Regions from separate parts of the Macaca mulatta genome. Here region 1 is linked to region 2. Evidence: chromatin contacts called from public Hi-C data. All regions are on one chromosome and are shown on one strand. Each heading gives the region's core, a stretch centred on a gene start, on an enhancer-like site or on the middle of the called end of the contact. The rest is flanking DNA. Distances are from core to core; before and after follow the strand shown.

Evidence for each region. A called contact is a pair of places that touch in the nucleus more often than the background predicts.
Region 1: a Hi-C map of liver shows a contact between it and region 2, with 1.6 times the contacts expected there. The contact joins the promoter of HCFC2 here to the promoter of TDG in region 2. A contact is called at or near these places in 3 of 14 Hi-C or Micro-C datasets (CD4 T cells, blood and liver).

What each region holds. Positions count from the first base shown.
Region 1 is chr11:111,284,788-111,288,705 of T2T-MMU8v2.0, forward strand. HCFC2 (host cell factor C2) reads left to right here and starts at 2,565. Exons shown (of 15, transcript NM_001261732.1): 1 at 2,565-2,743. The coding sequence starts at 2,581. It also overlaps a transcript of GLT8D2 not described here.
Region 2 is chr11:111,188,198-111,192,062 of T2T-MMU8v2.0, forward strand. It overlaps TDG (thymine DNA glycosylase), which reads left to right and starts at 1,731. Exons shown (of 9, transcript XM_015152624.3): 1 at 1,731-1,986. It also overlaps a transcript of UQCC6 not described here.

The sequences.
Region 1 (3,918 bases), core at 1,315-3,814, 97 kb after region 2:
GTTGGCCAGGCTGGTCTCGAACTGCTGACCTCAGGTGATCTGCTCTCCTCAGCCTCTCAAAGTGCTGGGATTACAGGTGTGAGCCACTATGCCCAGCCTGAGAATTCCTTTTTAAAAGGTAGAGAGTTCTCTTTCAAAAAGAAGCTTAGATGGATGAGAAGGTGGAGAAGCATGCTGAGGTTTAAGGAAGTTGGGTGAATGAAGCATATAAGAGAAATTGAAAATAGTAAAAGATGAGGAAAAAAGAGCTTTAGGAAATTTACTATACAGTGTATTCTCCTTTCAGTACCTCTTGAGAATCTGAGGTAGGGATTTAAATTGCTTTCAATTTTTTCTTCCACTGGACTTGTATCTCTATTTATTTTATTTTATTTTGAGACGGAGTCTCATTCTTTCGCCCTGGCTGGAGTGCAGTGGCGCAATCTCCGCTCACTGCAAGCTCTGCCGCCTCCCGGGTTCACGCCATTCTCCTGTCTCAGCCTCCCAAGAAGCTGGGACTACATGCGGCCACCACTACACCCGGCTAATTTTTTTGTATTTTTAGTAGAAACGGGGTTTCACCACATTTGCCAGGATGGTCTCCATCTCCTGACCTCGTGATCCACCCACTTCGGCCTCCCAAAGTGCTGGGATTACAGGCGTGAGCCACCGCGCCCGGCCTTATATATCGTTGTTTAATAAAAATAGAGATGGGATCTCACCATCTTGACCAGGCTGGTCTCGAACTCCTGGGATCAGTGGATCCTTCTGTCTCAGCCTCCAAACGTGCTGGGATTACAGGTGTGAGTCACTGTGCCCAGTCCTTTTTCAATTAAATTTTTTAAAAATAACTTGTGCATTTTTAAGATATACAATATGAAGTTATGATATCATATAGACCAGGGGTCTCTAATCCCCAGCAACCAGTCCTCGGTCTGTTCGGAACTCCCATGACCTCCCGAGCTCCGCCTCCTGTCAGATCAGCCGCGCATTAGATTCTCAGAGGAGCTCAAACCCTACTGTCAACTGCCCATAGGAGGGATCTACATTGCATACTCCCTATGAGAATCTTATTCCTGATGATCTGAGGTGGAACAGTTTCATGCCGAAACCATACCCTCCACCCCCCTGCCAAGTCCATACCCCCCACTCCCCTGCCAAGTCCGTGGAAAAATTGTCTTCCATGAAACAGGTTCCTAGTGCCAAAAAGGTAGGGGACAGCTGATACAGTCACAAAGTTACTACAGCGCAGCATATTAACATATCCATCATCTCATATAGTTACCACCAACCCTTTTTGTGTTTCTGTGGCAAGAGCAGCTAAAATCTACTCATTTGGCATGAATCCCATATGCAGTGCAATTTTATTCCTAATGGACTTGTGTGATTACCTGTAGGATCAAATCACAGGGCAGCTAGGCCTTATTAAGAGTTGCATTGGCTGGGTGCGGTGGCTCACGCCTGTAGTCCCAGCACTGTGGAAGGCCGAGGTGGGAGGATCGCTGGAGCCCAGGAGCTGGAGCTCGCAGTGAGCTCTGATAGCGCCACTGCATTCCGGCAACAGAACCAGACCCTATCTAAAATAAATAAATAAAAATAAAGAGTTGCGTAAGACTGCTATCAGAGGCAGTATTGCACAATGGTTGGATATGACTGCTATCAGAGGCAGTATGGTATATGGTATAAGGGCTTGGGGGTTCTGGAATCAGAAGTCCCGTGGTTGATTCCTGGCCCCAATCTTTTTTTCAACACCTTTCCTTTGTGTTCCTCATAATATTACTTAACTGCACTGTGCCTCATTTCTCCATCCACGAAAGGGAGATAACAGGAGCCACCTCACTAGATTGTTGGATGGATTACACGAGTTAATACACATGAGGCACTTAAGGCATTCCTGGCTGTGGACAGCCCTCACTTGTTAGCTAGCAATGAAACAGAAACCTACAAACCATCTCTTCTCTGCTTAAGCCAAACAAACCAAAAATACCTCTTGTGGCTCACGGTTCCCAAGCTTCCTGGCATGGCTCCCCACAAAGCTGCCCTCGGTTCGCCCTGGCAGGCTTTGTAGCGACCTTCCCTGCCCGGGTCCCAGTCACGGTCGAGAGAAGCGGCCGTGGCCCGGGCTCGCGAGGCGGGCTCCCGCCCGCACCCTCCCTTGCGAGGTCCCCGCCCTGCGCTCCCAGCTCTTCGCACCTCTACACGAGCTTCTCTCACGTTGCTTGTGACACTGCCTCGCCCACACATCCTAGATGCTCAATTAAAGTGGACGTAAAGGAAGATGCTGTGCCTTCTCCCCAAAATACCGAACGGGAGGCTCTGGGTGGGGACGGGAGACGTGGTCAGTGGGAAGTGTCCTTCCACCCTAAGGTGCGTTGCCCCGGGTGGCCGCTGGCCACGTCGCCTGGGATGGGGTTGGGGCTCCCCTCTCAGGACCCCCCCTTCCCCGGCGTCTCTCCCCTGCCGGCGGGCCTCCAGCCTGGCCCCCGGCGCCCGCGGCCACGTGACCCCAGCACAGCTGGAGGCGGTTCCCCGCCCTCCCCAGGGAGCAGCGGGTTGAGGCGGGAGCGGTGCATTGTGGGCAGAGGGGCGGGGGTTGGGAAGATGGCGGCTCCCAGCCTCCTCAACTGGAGGCGGGTTTCTTCCTTCACGGGGCCGGTACCCCGCGCCCGACACGGACACCGAGCGGTGGCCATCCGGGAGCTGATGATCATCTTTGGAGGGGGAAATGAGGGCATCGCGGATGAGCTGCACGTCTACAACACGGGTAGGCGCGGCGGTGGCTCGTCGGCCCCGCCTGCGGGAGCCGCGGAGGGGGAGGGGAGGCGAGGCGGCGGCCGCGGCACTGACAGCTGTCACCGCCCGGTCACTGCTTCCTCGGGCGGGCGGCGGGGAGCGCGGCTCGGCCGGGCGGCCCGGGTCCCGCAGCTCTGTCCCGGACGGCAGCTCTGGATCTCCGGGACCCTCGGGGACGCAGCGGACCCCGAGCGGGGTGCACCGGTCTTCAAGCGGGGGATCCCGGACGCCCCCGCCCCAGCGCTGCTGGAGGACGCAGGCGACAGAAGACCGTGTCCAACTGCCTGGGCTACTCCCCGAAATCTCGCCCCTGTCAAAAAACAAAACCCACTCCAAACCAAAGTTCCGTCGGGCCTTTCCCGGCTTTGCCTACCTGCCTTCCTTAGGAGGAAGACCATCTAGGGGGTGAGGAGGGAAAACGAGAGGCCTTCTGGCACTCTTGCCTCAAATACAACCCGGTGTTTGGCAGGTAACGGTCAAGAGCCCCTCCGTGGGCCGCGCTCTAAACCGGCGGGGACGTGGTGAGGCGGCCTTGTGTCTGCATACTCGGTGTGGGCGCCCTTCTGGACTGGCCCTCGGAAAGAGGACTGTCATAACCTGAGCACCACTGCAGATCACAAGTGTCCCTGGGCAAGGAGCCCCTATCTTTGAGGACCTCTGTGGAATAGAAAGGAGTCTGGAATTTAATTTTTTTCCCCCTTGTAAATGCTCAGGCTGTCACAAGAAATCTTTTCGGTGTAAAGACAGTGATGGAATTTTGGGTCTACTTCATGCCTGATAACTTTTCTCGGACGAAACAGCTTAATCACAGGAATAATTTGAAGGTTAACAAAATAGTGGAGTCTGAGAAATTTTATTTTTTTCACCCTCTCCTCCTCCCAGCGCCCCAGCATATGAAGTTAAAAAGTTACTGACAGTTTGGTCTTAGTGTTCAAAACCCTGGCTTTGGAACAAATTAGACCTGATTTGAATCTTGCTCTGCCAGTTGCCCAGGATCAGCGCTGAAGTTACCAAACCTTTTTTAGCTTCACAATTTTCAGTTGTAAAATGGAGATTTTTATACTCACCCAGCAGGGGTTTTATAAGAATTAAATGATACAGATCAGGGTTTTTCAACAGCAGCACCGTCGACCTTTTGGGCCAGGT
Region 2 (3,865 bases), core at 481-2,980:
GAGAGACACTGATGGGACAAAAGCCAGTTTGCTGCAAGTGCTTCACCATTTTCAGGTTCAGTGTCCTCACCGACAACTCCTCCCATAAGCTTTCTTTTTTTTTTTTCTTTTTTTTTTTTTCTTTTTTTTTTTTCTTTTTTTTTTTTTTTTTTGAGATGGAGTCTCACTCTGTAGCCCAGGCTGGAGTGCAGTGGTTCGATCTCGGCTCACTGCAACCTCTGCCTCCCGGGTTCAAGCGATTCTCCCACCTCAGCCTCCCGAGTAGATGGGACTACAGGTGGCAGACATGGGGTTTCGACATGTTGGCCAGGTGGGTCTCGAACTCCTGACCTCAGGTGATCCGCCCGCCTCAGCCTCCCAAAGTGCTGGGATTACAGGCGTGAGCCACCACGCCCGGCCTCCTCCCATAAACTTTCTTTTGCCATGCAAGATTGAGCAGAGGACCCTGGTCTCTTGAGGTTCTGAGTGGAGTTGGCAGGACCCAGAAGCACAGCAACCCACAGTGAGGGAAGCCCTTGCTGCCCAAGGTAATTCCCCAAGTGCAGACATCCTGAGAAAAGTTTGCTCTCTTCACACACACTTTCAGTCACCAGAATTCTCTCCCTGAAATAACTGAGACAAGCCACCTGATGTAAGACTTTTCTAGACGACGGTCCTGAGCCATTGGCAAAATCAGAGAGGATGGGCTTTTTTTCATCCATTCAACATACATTCATTGAATATTTACCATGTGCCAGGTTCTGAGTAGTATCTACTAATGGACAGGGTATTTGTAAAAGTTCTGTACTGTTTTAAAAGTTTCACTTAAACTTTAAATAATTGATATACTACAAATTAACCTTTCTTTATTTACTCACGAGAGCCTTTTCCTGGATCCTAGAATGAAGAAAATTCATGGAGCACAGAGCCACAGTCATCTCCCAGCTCACAGGTCACGTGAGTGAGAAATAAACTTCTGTGGCTGTAAACCACCGAAGGTTTGGAGTTACCTGTTACTATATGCAGGAACTCAGGAAACCTAACAAATACAGCAGTCACGTTTTTTATCATCCTGCAAACTAGAAAAACCCAAAAGCCTATTCCATTAAGAGTTCCTTAATAAAGTACAAACACCAGTGACAGAAATGGAGAACTAATGAAACAAGCCAGCTGTAAGAACCACGGGGACATAAAAGAGAGGTTAGTTTGTAAGATTACGAACCACTGAGATGTAAAAGTGGGGTTAGTCTGTAAGGTTATGGGAGGTGATGCTCGAATGGGATCTAGTCTCGTAGACGTCAAAGGTTAATATTCTCACATATCCAAAGTAAAGCAGAGAGCGGTTTATGTAGAGCTTTACATTCACCCTCATTTCACAGATAAGAAAACTGAGGCCCAAGATGGCACAGTGGCCTCGACGACCAGGTTTTCCACTTTCAAAGTCTCTCCCTCACATCTCATTACCTGATAATGCAACAGTCTTTAATCGGCGCGAATTTCGGGGTGGAAAGGACTAGATAATGCTGATAAGCGTCATCATCCCATATACACAGCACCCAAAGGTCAGCACCCTATAGCCCACGCGTCCACCAGTCCCCGAAAATACTGGGGACAAAAGCTGACGTCAGCGGAGGGCTCCTAGTCCCAGTCTTCTGGTCCTCCACCCTTCCCGAAAAGCCAAGCGGCGGAGTTGGGGCGCCCTGCGAGAAAAGGGTGAGCGTGATTGGGCTGTCCTGCATCACGTGACGGTCAGTACGCGTGGGATTTGGCTCAGAGGAGGCGGAAGTGCAGCGCAGAAAGGGGGTCCGTGGCGGAGGGCAGAAGCCTGGGGGAGGAGCTTGAGTCCAGCCACTGTTGGGGTACTGCCAGCCATCCGGCCCAGGTCTCTGGGGTTGTCTTACCGCAGTGAGTACGACGCGTACTACAGAGACCGGCCGCCCGTGTGCCTGGCAGGTGGAGCCGTCCGCATCAGCTGCCTCGGGGAATGGAAGCGGAGAACGCGGGCAGGTAATGCCGGGGCCAGCACTGCCCCTCCCTTGCGCCCCTCACGGCAGGGCAGGTTGGCTGGCGAGCGCGCGCGCACGCAGGGGTCTTTTAAATCCCGGCCCGAATACAAAGGCCGGGGCCGCGCGTGCGCACAGCAGCCTGCTTGGCCCTTCCCTGGCTGCTGCGGCGGCGGCGGCGGCGGCGGCGGTGGCGGTGGCGGTCGGGGTTGCTCTGAGGGTTACCTGGTGCACCTGGACCCTTCTTTGGTTCCCCGCGATAACCAGTTGACTATAAAATATATTAGTAAACATCCAGCAGTCTTTGGTTAATGTGTCTTTTTGGATGCCTTTCTTGGCTACGTTTCCCTTCACTCTCCATTACCACGCTAAGAGCTGTAAAGATGAGTGTCGAACATTTCCAGCTCCAGGAGTTTTCATTTTAAAGTTGGTTGATTTGTTACGGCTTCCTCCCCTAAGGCCTACTAAAAGCAATGTTAAGGGTCATGGGTTAGATAATTTTGTTGTGGGAATATGTATACCACTCTCGAGTAGTCAATCTAAAAATGACCTTTGAGTTTTCCAGTGGTCTTGGGGACGATCTTAAGAATCCGTTTTTAAAAAGTCCTTTGGGGGAGTCAAGAGAAGGATTTGCAAAAGCAAGAGATTTAGGGATTTGAACTCCTGGTGGAAAACTAAATTTTTAAAAAATGGATATGGTGGCAGTTTTTTAAAAGATAAAGAGTGATGATTTACATTGAAATTAAAAGAAAAAAAACCTATTATACCTAATGAAGAGTTATCCTGACTCTCAGTGGCTAATGGGAGCTGAATTTAGGCAATGCAAAGGACTTCTATGGGCCTGTTCATGTCTGTAAAGTCGACATGTCTGGAATCTGATTCTGACATGCCGAGAATTGGTGTTACATGAAAGGGCACACTAACCAAAATAAGAGTTTAGGAAAAGAGATATATGTAGACAAAGTGTGGGCTTTATCTTGACTTTGTAGATCAAGTCCTGGAATAAATTACTCCACTTCTTTCCCAGAAGAACTTTACAAATAAGAGAATTCACCAAAATTTGTGGAAATCTCTCTCGTGACCTTACTTCAGAGCAGAATTGAAACTTGGGCCAAGAATAAATTACACATTGTAAGACTTTATCCAGGGTCTTACAGCAAAATAGTAGGACTTGAATACACTGTTTAGCTCAAAGCTGTGACATGTCAGCCTGACTTCATCCAAAAGGCTATCGACCAGATTTTATTTTGTCTTGGAAAGCTTTCACCTTTCAGAAACTGTGGAAAATTCTGTGTAATCTTCTGAAATGACTCAGACCCCAGGTAATCCTTAGAGAGTAGTTCTCTGTCACCCTTGACTGTGCTAGTCAAGAAATGTAATGTGGGATGTGAAAAAAAATAAATTTACTTCTTTTTTTTTTTTTTGAGACAGAGCCTTGCTCTGTTGCCCAGGCTGGAGTGCAGTGGCGGATCTTGGCTCACTGCAACCTCCTTCACCTGGATTCAAGCGATTCTCCCACCTCAACCTCCCGAGTAGCTCGGATTACAGGCACCTGCCACCAGGCCCAGCTAATTTTTTTGTATTTTTAGTAGAGACAGGGTTTCACCATGTTGGCCAGGCTGATCTTGAACTCCTGTCCTCAAGTGATCCACCCGCCTTGGCCTCACAAAGTGCTAGGATTACAAATGTGAGCCACCGCGCCCAGCCGACTTTTTATTTTAGAAGACTAATTTCAGATATTCAAAGAAGAAAGTCAAATTCCATTAATAGAGACTTTTTTTTTTTTTTTTGAGACAGAGTTTCACTGTGTTGCCCAGGGTGGAGTGCAGTGGTGCAATTACCGTTCACTGCAACCTCTGCTTCCCAAGTTTAAGCGATTCTCA